3 separate regions of the Mus musculus genome follow, and all the other regions are linked to region 3. A link is a contact called in public HiChIP or PLAC-seq data. All regions are on one chromosome and are shown on one strand. The core of a region is the stretch at or near the end of the contact, and the rest is flanking DNA. Distances in the headings are between cores, read along the strand shown.

Evidence for each region. HiChIP or PLAC-seq counts read pairs in DNA pulled down with a chosen protein or histone mark.
Region 1: an H3K4me3 HiChIP or PLAC-seq map of bone marrow-derived macrophages shows a contact between it and region 3, with 2.4 times the contacts expected there. The contact joins the enhancer-like site here to the promoter of Rpl7l1 in region 3. A contact is called at or near these places in 1 of 39 promoter capture datasets (liver), 4 of 115 datasets of contacts at active chromatin or transcription factors (the 230-238 cell line, the SCID.adh cell line, bone marrow-derived macrophages and 1 more) and 2 of 9 other capture datasets (adipose tissue and pancreatic islet).
Region 2: a contact with region 3 is called in a CTCF HiChIP or PLAC-seq map of the NIH/3T3 cell line, with 15 read pairs. The contact joins the enhancer-like site here to the promoter of Rpl7l1 in region 3. A contact is called at or near these places in 5 of 39 promoter capture datasets (the 3T3-L1 cell line, the C10 cell line, hippocampal neurons and 1 more), 2 of 15 datasets of contacts at CTCF or cohesin (CD8 T cells and the NIH/3T3 cell line), 4 of 484 Hi-C or Micro-C datasets (bone marrow-derived macrophages, cortical neurons, forebrain and 1 more), 11 of 115 datasets of contacts at active chromatin or transcription factors (the 230-238 cell line, the NIH/3T3 cell line, bone marrow-derived macrophages and 6 more) and 3 of 9 other capture datasets (adipose tissue, liver and macrophages).

Annotation. Positions count from the first base shown.
Region 1 is chr17:46,993,796-46,996,563 of GRCm38.p6, forward strand. The region is part of intron 2 of Ubr2 (ubiquitin protein ligase E3 component n-recognin 2); the gene reads right to left. Among named protein-coding and RNA genes, the nearest start is that of Ubr2, 15 kb to the right of the region's middle. Within about 2 kb of position 1,371, at least 131 of the 459 cell types and tissues checked have an H3K27ac peak or open chromatin away from gene starts, as enhancers often do. A contact at or near this core is called in the SCID.adh cell line, bone marrow-derived macrophages, liver and 1 more, where this site is marked.
Region 2 is chr17:46,932,272-46,935,311 of GRCm38.p6, forward strand. Ubr2 (ubiquitin protein ligase E3 component n-recognin 2) reads right to left here. Exons shown (of 47, transcript NM_146078.3): 45 at 1,804-1,974; 46 at 182-283. Among named protein-coding and RNA genes, the nearest start is that of Prph2, 23 kb to the left of the region's middle. Within about 2 kb of position 1,455, at least 97 of the 459 cell types and tissues checked have an H3K27ac peak or open chromatin away from gene starts, as enhancers often do. A contact at or near this core is called in the NIH/3T3 cell line, bone marrow-derived macrophages, cortical neurons and 3 more, where this site is marked.
Region 3 is chr17:46,781,317-46,784,299 of GRCm38.p6, forward strand. It overlaps Rpl7l1 (ribosomal protein L7-like 1), which reads right to left and starts at 1,340. Exons shown (of 7, transcript NM_025433.3): 1 at 1,303-1,340; 2 at 467-575. The coding sequence starts at 1,316.

The DNA of each region.
Region 1 (2,768 bases), core at 121-2,620, 210 kb after region 3:
ACACTGGAGCGTGCGAGGAGCCCGTGAGCACACATGCGACTGGAATGGTCCATTGCTCCACAGGTCCAGGAACACTGACCCCGGAAGCTAAGCAAACCCCTAAGTCAGAGTTTGCAAGTTTTTGTGGAAGTTGCATCTAAAGTGGAGGCCAGAGAGTGCTGTTATGTTACTGTTTCCTTTATTCCGAGACGAGGCCTCTCTGTACAGCCCTGGCACTCACTATGTAGACCAGGCTGGCTTTGAACCCACAGAGATCTGACCACTTCTGCCTCCCAAGTGTTGGGATGAAAGGTTTTCATTATTTGGCTCCTTGGTGTTCTTAGATTCATAACTATCTCTTCTGGATTTCCCCGTCTGGATGGGTTTCTCTCAGTCTCACCTCTAGTGCATAAAGGCAATTATGTTTAGTATCCATAATAATCAAGACAGCTCTGACAGTTTGCGGATTTGCTTGTCTATAGTTAAATAAATAAAAAATTTCCCAAAGAATGGGGCAGCAAATGTTCCTATGAGACACAGATGCCTCATGTTCTAAGGCAGAGGGAATATTTGAGGCTGCAAACCCAGAATGGCTGGGTTTTCTATACCTAACCTGAAGAACACTCTCCAGAGTAGCTAGTTGACAAGTAAATGCGACTGAACGAGAATTGGAAACATACAACTAACAGCACTACTAAAGAAACAGTGGGGGCTGGAGAGATGGCTCAGCGGATAAGAGCACTGACTGCTCTTCCAAAGGTCCTGAGTTCAAATCCCAGCAACCACATGGTGGCTCACAACCACCCGTAATGAGATCCGATGCCCTCTTCTGTGTCTGAAGACAGCTACAGTGTACGTATTTATAATAAATAAATCTTTGGGCTGGAGCAGATGGGGCCGACTGGAGAGAACAGAGGTCCTAAATTCAATTCCCAACAATCAGATGAAGGCTCACAACTATCTGCACAGCTAAAGTGTGTAGTCACATACATAAAATAAAAAAGGAACAGAGTGAGCAGCAAAATGTCACCTTTGTACTGTCCCAGCACTCTCAGCAGTAGCCCTGGGAGCCGACAATGTTTGTTGTTCTGCCTGAGGCACTAGATACATGTTTCACATCTGCAGCTGGGAAACAGGACTCACAGGGCAGCCCAGTTTGGGATAACAGGGGATGTGAGCTCAAGACAAGTCCATCTTGCTAAGTTACCAACATCTCTTTCCACAGCCCAAGTGTGCTATGTGGCAAAGTACCTTTGCGTGTACTTTGTGGTAAAAGAGGGCAGTACCACAAGACAACTTGCTTTCCCACGAAGGGTCAAACTGCATGGAGGCTGGCTGCTGATGCAACCTCAGAGCTATGTTACAGCAGGCCATCCTGTGGCTGCTGCAACATTAACCCACAGCACCGCCCACAGGGGCTGGACACAGCGTGGCCAGCTGTGCTGATGGCCAGCCTTGCAAACTAGTTGTTCCCATCATGCACCTGACACACGTGAAAACCCCATGTAAGGACAGAAAGAGTGAAGCGTACAGGGGCAAACGGCACCTGTCTTAGAATGGGTCACCTGAACTCCTTCCTCTCCTCCACCTAGTGTGTCCATAAGACAGGGGTCCCGTACTCCAGCAGCACAGTTCTCTGGAGGCCAGCATGCCCCCCTTCTCTCTGCAGTAAAATTCATCAACATCTCCTACTTTGGGATTCTTACCCCACAATTCTTTCTCTAGGGCTGACAACCTAGGAAACCGTATCGAGGTCTTATTTTGCTTTCTCCATCTCAGAAACTCCCCAGCCTTTACTAGGGATGACAGTTCCAAACAACAGGCCACACTTCTAAGTTTCAGTGGTCACAAGAAATAATCCATTAAAATAAAAGAAGAATACTCAAAAACACTTTTTTATTTATAGATATGTGTGTGTGTGTGTGTGTGTGTGTGTGTGTGAGCAAGCCTCTGTACCACAGTGCACATGCAGAGGTCAGAGATGACCTGCAGCTGTCAGTCCTCTCTTTCCATCACGTGGTCTTGAGGATCTGACTTGGGTTAAGGCTTGATGACAAAGACCCACTCCTGCTGAGCCATCACCAGCATATCACATGTTTTCCAATACTTATTTTTAGTATCTTAAATTATATGTATTTCTGTGTATCTAAATGTGGGTATTTGCACCTCGAGTGCACTAGCCTGCATAGGACAGAGGTGAGTTAGCCTCCCTGGAACTGGGGTTACAAGTGGTTTCAAGCAGACCGACATGGATGCTGGGAAGGAAACTTGAGTCCTCAGCAGACAGTGCTCGGAACTGCTGAGCCGCTCTCCAGCCTCCGTGATTTATTTTTAACAAAAAAAGTGCATGTCTACACATCTGAATTTAGCTGAAAAAAAAACAAAAAAAAAAAAAACAAAAACAAGACATGAGCCCATTTTCCCACATTTTATTAAATATGAGTGAAACAACAACTAACACTGGCATGTGAGAATAAAAGGCAGGCAAGAATGAACAAGGGCTTGGTAGTCAGAGGCCTGGTGTGATATGACACACATGTTCCCCGCCTGTGCCTTCCTAGTGGCTTGAATAACACGGAGGTGCCTCAGGCCTCAGAAAACAAACTCCTTCTGACCTTCTCCTGCCAAACCTGTTTTCCCTTCTAAGCCAGGTTACCAGAACTGGAAGGACACTCATCCCAGCCTTTCTGTCCTGAAGATAGCCATAAAGAAACTTGAGAGTAGCTAAGTGGATCCTAATGGAGATTCCAGAAGCGTTCCTGCCCCACAGCACCTACAGGAAATGCTGC
Region 2 (3,040 bases), core at 205-2,704, 150 kb after region 3:
GCACACAAAGCAGGAGCCAGGTGTGCTCCTTGAGAACGAGTCCACAGGTGACAAGTCCACGGGTGACAAGCTACCTTCAGCAGAGCCCACTCCTGGGTACCAGCCCAGCTGACTTCAGGACCTCCCTGCTTATCATGCTCTCCACGAGGCTCATCTTCCTAACCCCAGGCCGGGTCCTTACCTGAGTCCCTGGTCGGTCTCTCCATAGTCGTCAAGGTAAGGAGGAGAATAAAAACATCCTTTGGTTTTGCCAGCTAAAAATAGCACCTGACATTCCCGCACTCTGTGGAGAGAGCATTCATCTTTGTACATTTATGTAAGTAACATGATGTTGATTCAACTCAGAGAAAAGGCTTATGTAAGGAAACACATGCACAAAAGGCCAGGTCAGGAGACGAGAGCAGCTGTAACAGAGATACCTGCGAGTAGCAAGGTATCCGCCCAAGTCTGGTGCAGGGGACTTGATCACACTGTGAACCCTGAGACTGTGTTACTTATGGAAAAAACTGTTTCTAGTTGTGGTACGGCTCGGTTTTAATCCCTCTGCTGGAATACAGACTTGCCTTTAGGACATACCTTTAAATCCATAGTTTGTGGAAGGACACAGCCATGTTTGGAAGTGACGTCTAATGGAGTGGCAGACAGAATTATGAATCAGAGAAAGATCTGACAGAATAGGATGTGCCTCACTCTCTTGAGGAAGAGGAAGCTACTTGAGAGAGCAGCGCAGAGCCAGAGGGAAGAGAGAAGGCAGATTTACCGGGAGGGTTTTACAGAGACAGGCTGAAGAGAGACCAAGCAGACACGGTGAAGACAGAATGAGTCAGAGAATGAGAAGGAGCCAGAAGATCAGAGGAGCTTGCAAAGGTAGCATGAGGCCAAACAGAGCAACTCAGAAGTCAGTCTGACTCAGTCAGCATGGAGAGGGGTGTGAGTCACAGCCAGTCAGAGCTCAGAAAGAACCAGGAAGGGTGAGCTTATTCAGCACAAAGTCTCAGAGGCTGGAAACACTGTCGGCCTAGATTGGCCTGTGTGCAGTCTGGAAGTCCCCAGGCCTAGGCCTAGGTTAGCAGACGGAGGAGGTAAGCCTCCGAGGTGCCAATTCAGGAGAACAAGGGACTCTTTACACAAGTGTTCAGTGGAGCCATGCGGCGGGAATGTACCTGGCAATGACGTGCTGCAAATTCAGACAGTGACTGTGTCGAGAACCCAGGGCTCCAAGCAGAATTTAAAACAGCTAAGTGTGGGGAAAGACAGCTCATCTTTTCCCCACAATTATGAGAAAATTACTCGTTTAAAAAATGACATACAACAGTTACTAAGTATTTTTATCTGAGTACAGGACCCAGTGGCAACCCGTGCCTCCTCAGAGAAAACCTAAGAGCACCACAGAGGCAAAGATGATGCTGGGCTCTAAAGATTTACAAATTTATGCTTTATGTGTAAGTGTGTGAGTCCACAGAGGCCAGCAGAGGGCAGCAGATCCCCTAGCACCAGAGCTACAGGCAGTCGTGAGCTGCACTGCTGACCCAAATGCTGGGACCTGAATACAGGTGCTCTTGTGCTCCGTCTCTGCAGTTCCTGACGGGGGAATTCTTTACCTGAATTTGGGGAGGAAACGAGGGACAGGGATCGCCCCACATTTAAGGAGGCACAAAGGGGAGCTAAGCTGTCAGTTGGGAGCTGTCACCAGCCATACGGGAAATGTGAGAGCCCTGGCTCTTTGTAGTCTGCACACAGTGGCACAGTGGCTTCGAAAGTCCCCGAAGTGCTCAGGTGAACACGGCCAGCCGAGGGCCTTACCTCAGGAAGATGCCGGCCCCGGAGCCGCAGGAGTAGGTGTGTGCTGTGCAGGCTCCGACGTCCTCACCCTCCAGCTCAGCTTGGCAGCAGTAACTCTGAGAGCAGAGGAGACTCCCACACACGAGGCACAGAGTAGGAGCTCTGCTCTTGTCGCCACCTGATTTGGGGCACCTGGAAGATAAAGACAGCACTGTTACAAAGGAACAGGCACAGAGCACCCTGGAAAATAATCTGTCAGTATTCACCATTCTGTGACAGGACACTGGGACACACACTAATACCACCTACCAGAAACACCTAAGGGAGCAACATCTGGGACAGGCAGATGGGAACACTGTGTGAACAACAGGAACTACTATTGGGGCACGGAAGAGTGATGCCTCAGTCACGTACAAATCTCAGACACAGTGTGCAAAGTACTGCAGACACAGCCACTTAAATGGAGTGACGCGGAACAGACACCCATGTTAGCTTCCCAGACACATGGGGAGGGGGCGAGAAGAAGCTTCAAACAAGAGATGGCTTCTGTTAGAATGGCCTGTGGGCACATCTTTGGAGACACTTTCTTCTTGATGGCTAATTGATGACGGGCAGGTGGGCCCAGGTTATATAAGAACGCAGACGGAGCAAACCAGTGACAGTGTTCTTCCATGGCCTCTGCTTCAGTCCCCCGTCCAGGTTCCTGCTCTGAGCCCCTGCTCTGACCTCCCTCAGTGACAGACTGTAACCTGTAAGCAGGTTAACCCTTTTCCTCCCCACGTTGCTCTGGTCAGTGCTTTAGCACATCAACAGAGTAAAAGAGGGCAGAGACTCAGCACAGCACTCAGAGTGACGTGTCTACAGAGCAAGGAGGGAGACGCAGGAGATACCCAGAGACAGAAAACTCCTTAAGAATCACAAATGCAGGCCAGGTGTGGTGGCGCACGCCTTTAATCCCAGCACTCGGGAGGCAGAGGTAGGCGGATTTCGAGGCCAGCCTGGTCTACAAAGTGAGTTCCAGGACAGCCAGGGCTACACAGAGAAACCCTGTCTCGAAAAACCAAAAAAAAAAAAAAAAGAATCACAAATGCAGGGCTGGAGAGATGGCTCAGCAGATAAGAGCACTGGCTGCTCTTCCAGAGGTCCTGAGTTCAATTCTCAGCAAGTACATGGTGGCTCACAACCATGCATAAGAGGATATGTTTAATGCTCTCTTCTGGCACACAGGTGCACATGCAGATAGAGCACTGAGACACAT
Region 3 (2,983 bases), core at 90-2,589:
TTGAGACAGGTTCTCTTTATATAGCCAAACTCTCCATTTTCCTGTCTCAACCTTCTAGAATGCTGAAAAGTGTGCCACAGATAGCAATTTAATCGCAGCATTCTAGAGGCCTAAGTAGGCTGATCTGTTAGTTTGAGGCCAGCCTGGTCATACAGTATTCCAGACCATATGTACAGACCCCATCTAAGAAACAAACCAACCCCAACAAAACATTTTTAAAATAATCTATTTTTTTCCCTGCCAAATTTGGTTTTACCACTAAATTTGAATTCAGAAAATGTCTTCACTTTTCCCTTAAAGGCTGGTCTAACATTTTGCTCACAGAAAGATGGTGGGTAAATCTTTGCTAAATGGAGGACTATGAGGGAGAAACCTGTGAGGGATCTGATAACAAATCTAGTTCAACGAACACCGTTTAGTAAAATCCGTCCACTACAAATCCTAACCCCCCCCCTCTCAGAATTACCTCTCTCTTTGCCAAAAGTGCCTGCTTTGCCTGAGTGGCTTTGAGGGCTTGATAAGCCTTCCTCTTTTTCAGAAGATTTTCTGGAACCAAAGGAATTTTTTTTCTTTCCCTGATAAAGGAACAAATTTGACATTAATGAAAATTGCCAAACCAACATTTGGTGGCTTTCCAAACCAATTCGAGATCCTGGTCTTCCCGGGACCTAAAGTTTCTGATGAGTCTTCGCCGTGCTCCTGTAATGCTCACTCGTCCCGAGAGCCTTTAAAAATCAGGAAAAACCTTTGCTCTCTGGGTTCGTTTTGGTCCGTGGAGCTTTAACAACTGTAGGCTATGACCTGTCACTAGCGGCAAGGAAATTCTAGTAAAATCCAGAAAGGGGCTATCACAGATCCATCAAGAAGAGTAATGATTAAGTCGAGCTAGGATGAGGTGGGGGGGGGGGGCACATGAAAGCAGGAGGGGGAATTGGGGGGAAAGAGCTTGGTGGAAGACGCAGGGGAATAAGAGATGATGGGGAGGTGATACGATCAAAATACACTGTACGTGTGTACCAAACTGTGAAAGACATGACAGCCAAGCTGAGCGAACTCAACTCTGGCGCTACGCAGCCACTCGCCCCTCCGAACCTCAGTTCCTCTTCTCGCTGCTTCCAAAGTCGTCCCGATCCCTGGTCGCGGAGCCCTACAGCATCTCAGCCCCCACCTTGACTTCATACTATGGAGCCTTTTTCTTTTCTCTCCACAGCCCACAGCTTCCTTTTGTATCACCAGAGTACAAACAGAAAGGATGGCATCGGATCCTCAAAGCCCCATAGAGAGATCCGAAGACACACTCACCCTTCCTCCGCCATCTTTCCGGTGCTTCAGCTACTGCGCTTGCGCAGCCTCACCGGGCGGGGTAGAGAGGCCCGCCTCGACGTCTCTTGTATCATAGAGACGGACTCTCGCTCCCGCAGGAGGACTCAGGCAGCCTGAGATTCCTTAGCGAATGTGAGCGTCTGGGAAAAGGTCTTGCTAGCCAGGATTCCGGCAAAAAACCCTCCAGTTTTCTTCCCATCCCTTCTAAGGTCTCTAGAGTCTGACACCCGTCTGGATCCAACCCTTTTCAGTTAGGCTGTAGGGTCTCGAACTCGGCCGCTTGTGAACAATTTAAAGGCTTTCCACAATGCATCTGCAGCTTCCGCTACGGCACGGGCTCTACAGAAGTTGGCCGCCTTGCTTAGGTGAGGTTTTTATTCCCGGAGACTTGAAGGACCGACGTGGCACTCACATTTGGTGGGCGGTTATTTGTGGAGGATTTGCGGAAATAAAAATGTGTCACCTACTCTGTGAGCCTTTGAATTCCTCACCTTTCTGCATCTCGGCTTCCTCATCCGTACAATGAATATCTACGGGTTCCCAGTGGCCGCCAGGGGGCTCCTTAAGATTTACAAAGCCTTAGCACAAGTTGGGTAAACAGTGGAGCCAGAAACTAGAAATGCTCCATTTCCATCTCAGAGCCTTCACTTGTTTAAGTTTCTCAGAATTTACTCCCATTGCCACATACTAGCACAGTGCTGTTTTATGCTAGCACAGTGCTGTTTTATGCTCTAGCCTAGGACAACGCCACTATATAACACTAGAAAGGGTCGCCACCCACAGCCTTTATCCTACACCTTTGGCTTATGGGCAGGAGACTTTTCTTATTTTCTGTGTCTCTTCTGCACCTCACTACACCACTTCACTACAGTGGGACTCTGCAAGGAATTGTTGAGTACCCAAGGACTGATACATGATGTTGGAACACACTAAAAAACTAGTCCACTCAACACGCTAATGTCATTACCAGATGAATGTCAAAGGAGATTAAGGGCACGACCTCTTCCGGCCTCCTGCACCAGGCATACCAGGTATTCTAAACTATTCCATGGATTGCGCTAGAACCATGCTTGTTTTTAAGTTTCCTCAAAAATCTCTGTCCGGGGCTGGTGAGATGGCTCAGTGGGTAAAAGCACCCGACTGTTCTTCCGAAGGTCCAGAGTTCAAATCCCAGCAACCACATGGTGGCTCACAACCATCTGTAACAAGATCTGACGCCCTCTTCTGGAGTGTCTGAAGACAGCTACAGTGTACTTACATATAATAATAATAATAATAATAATAATAATAATAATAATAATAATAATAATAAAATATATATATATGTCCCATATTGGGTGAGCCACTTGTCTATGTGACAGAGAAAGAAGAGCAAAATAAAAAATAAAAACAATAGTCCTAGTGGGGACTGTCGCTGCTCATCTCATAATATTTGCTTGTTTTTAAAGATTTATTTATTTATTTATTTATTTTACTTATATGAAAACGCTGTAGCTGTCTTCAGACACACCAGAAGAGGGCCTCAGATCTCTTTACAGATGGTTATGAGCTACCATGTGGTTGGTAGGAATTGAACTCAGGACCTCTGGAAGAGCAGTCAGTGCTCTTAACTGCTGAGCCATCTCACCAGTCCTCATTTTTTTGGTTTTTGGAGACAGGG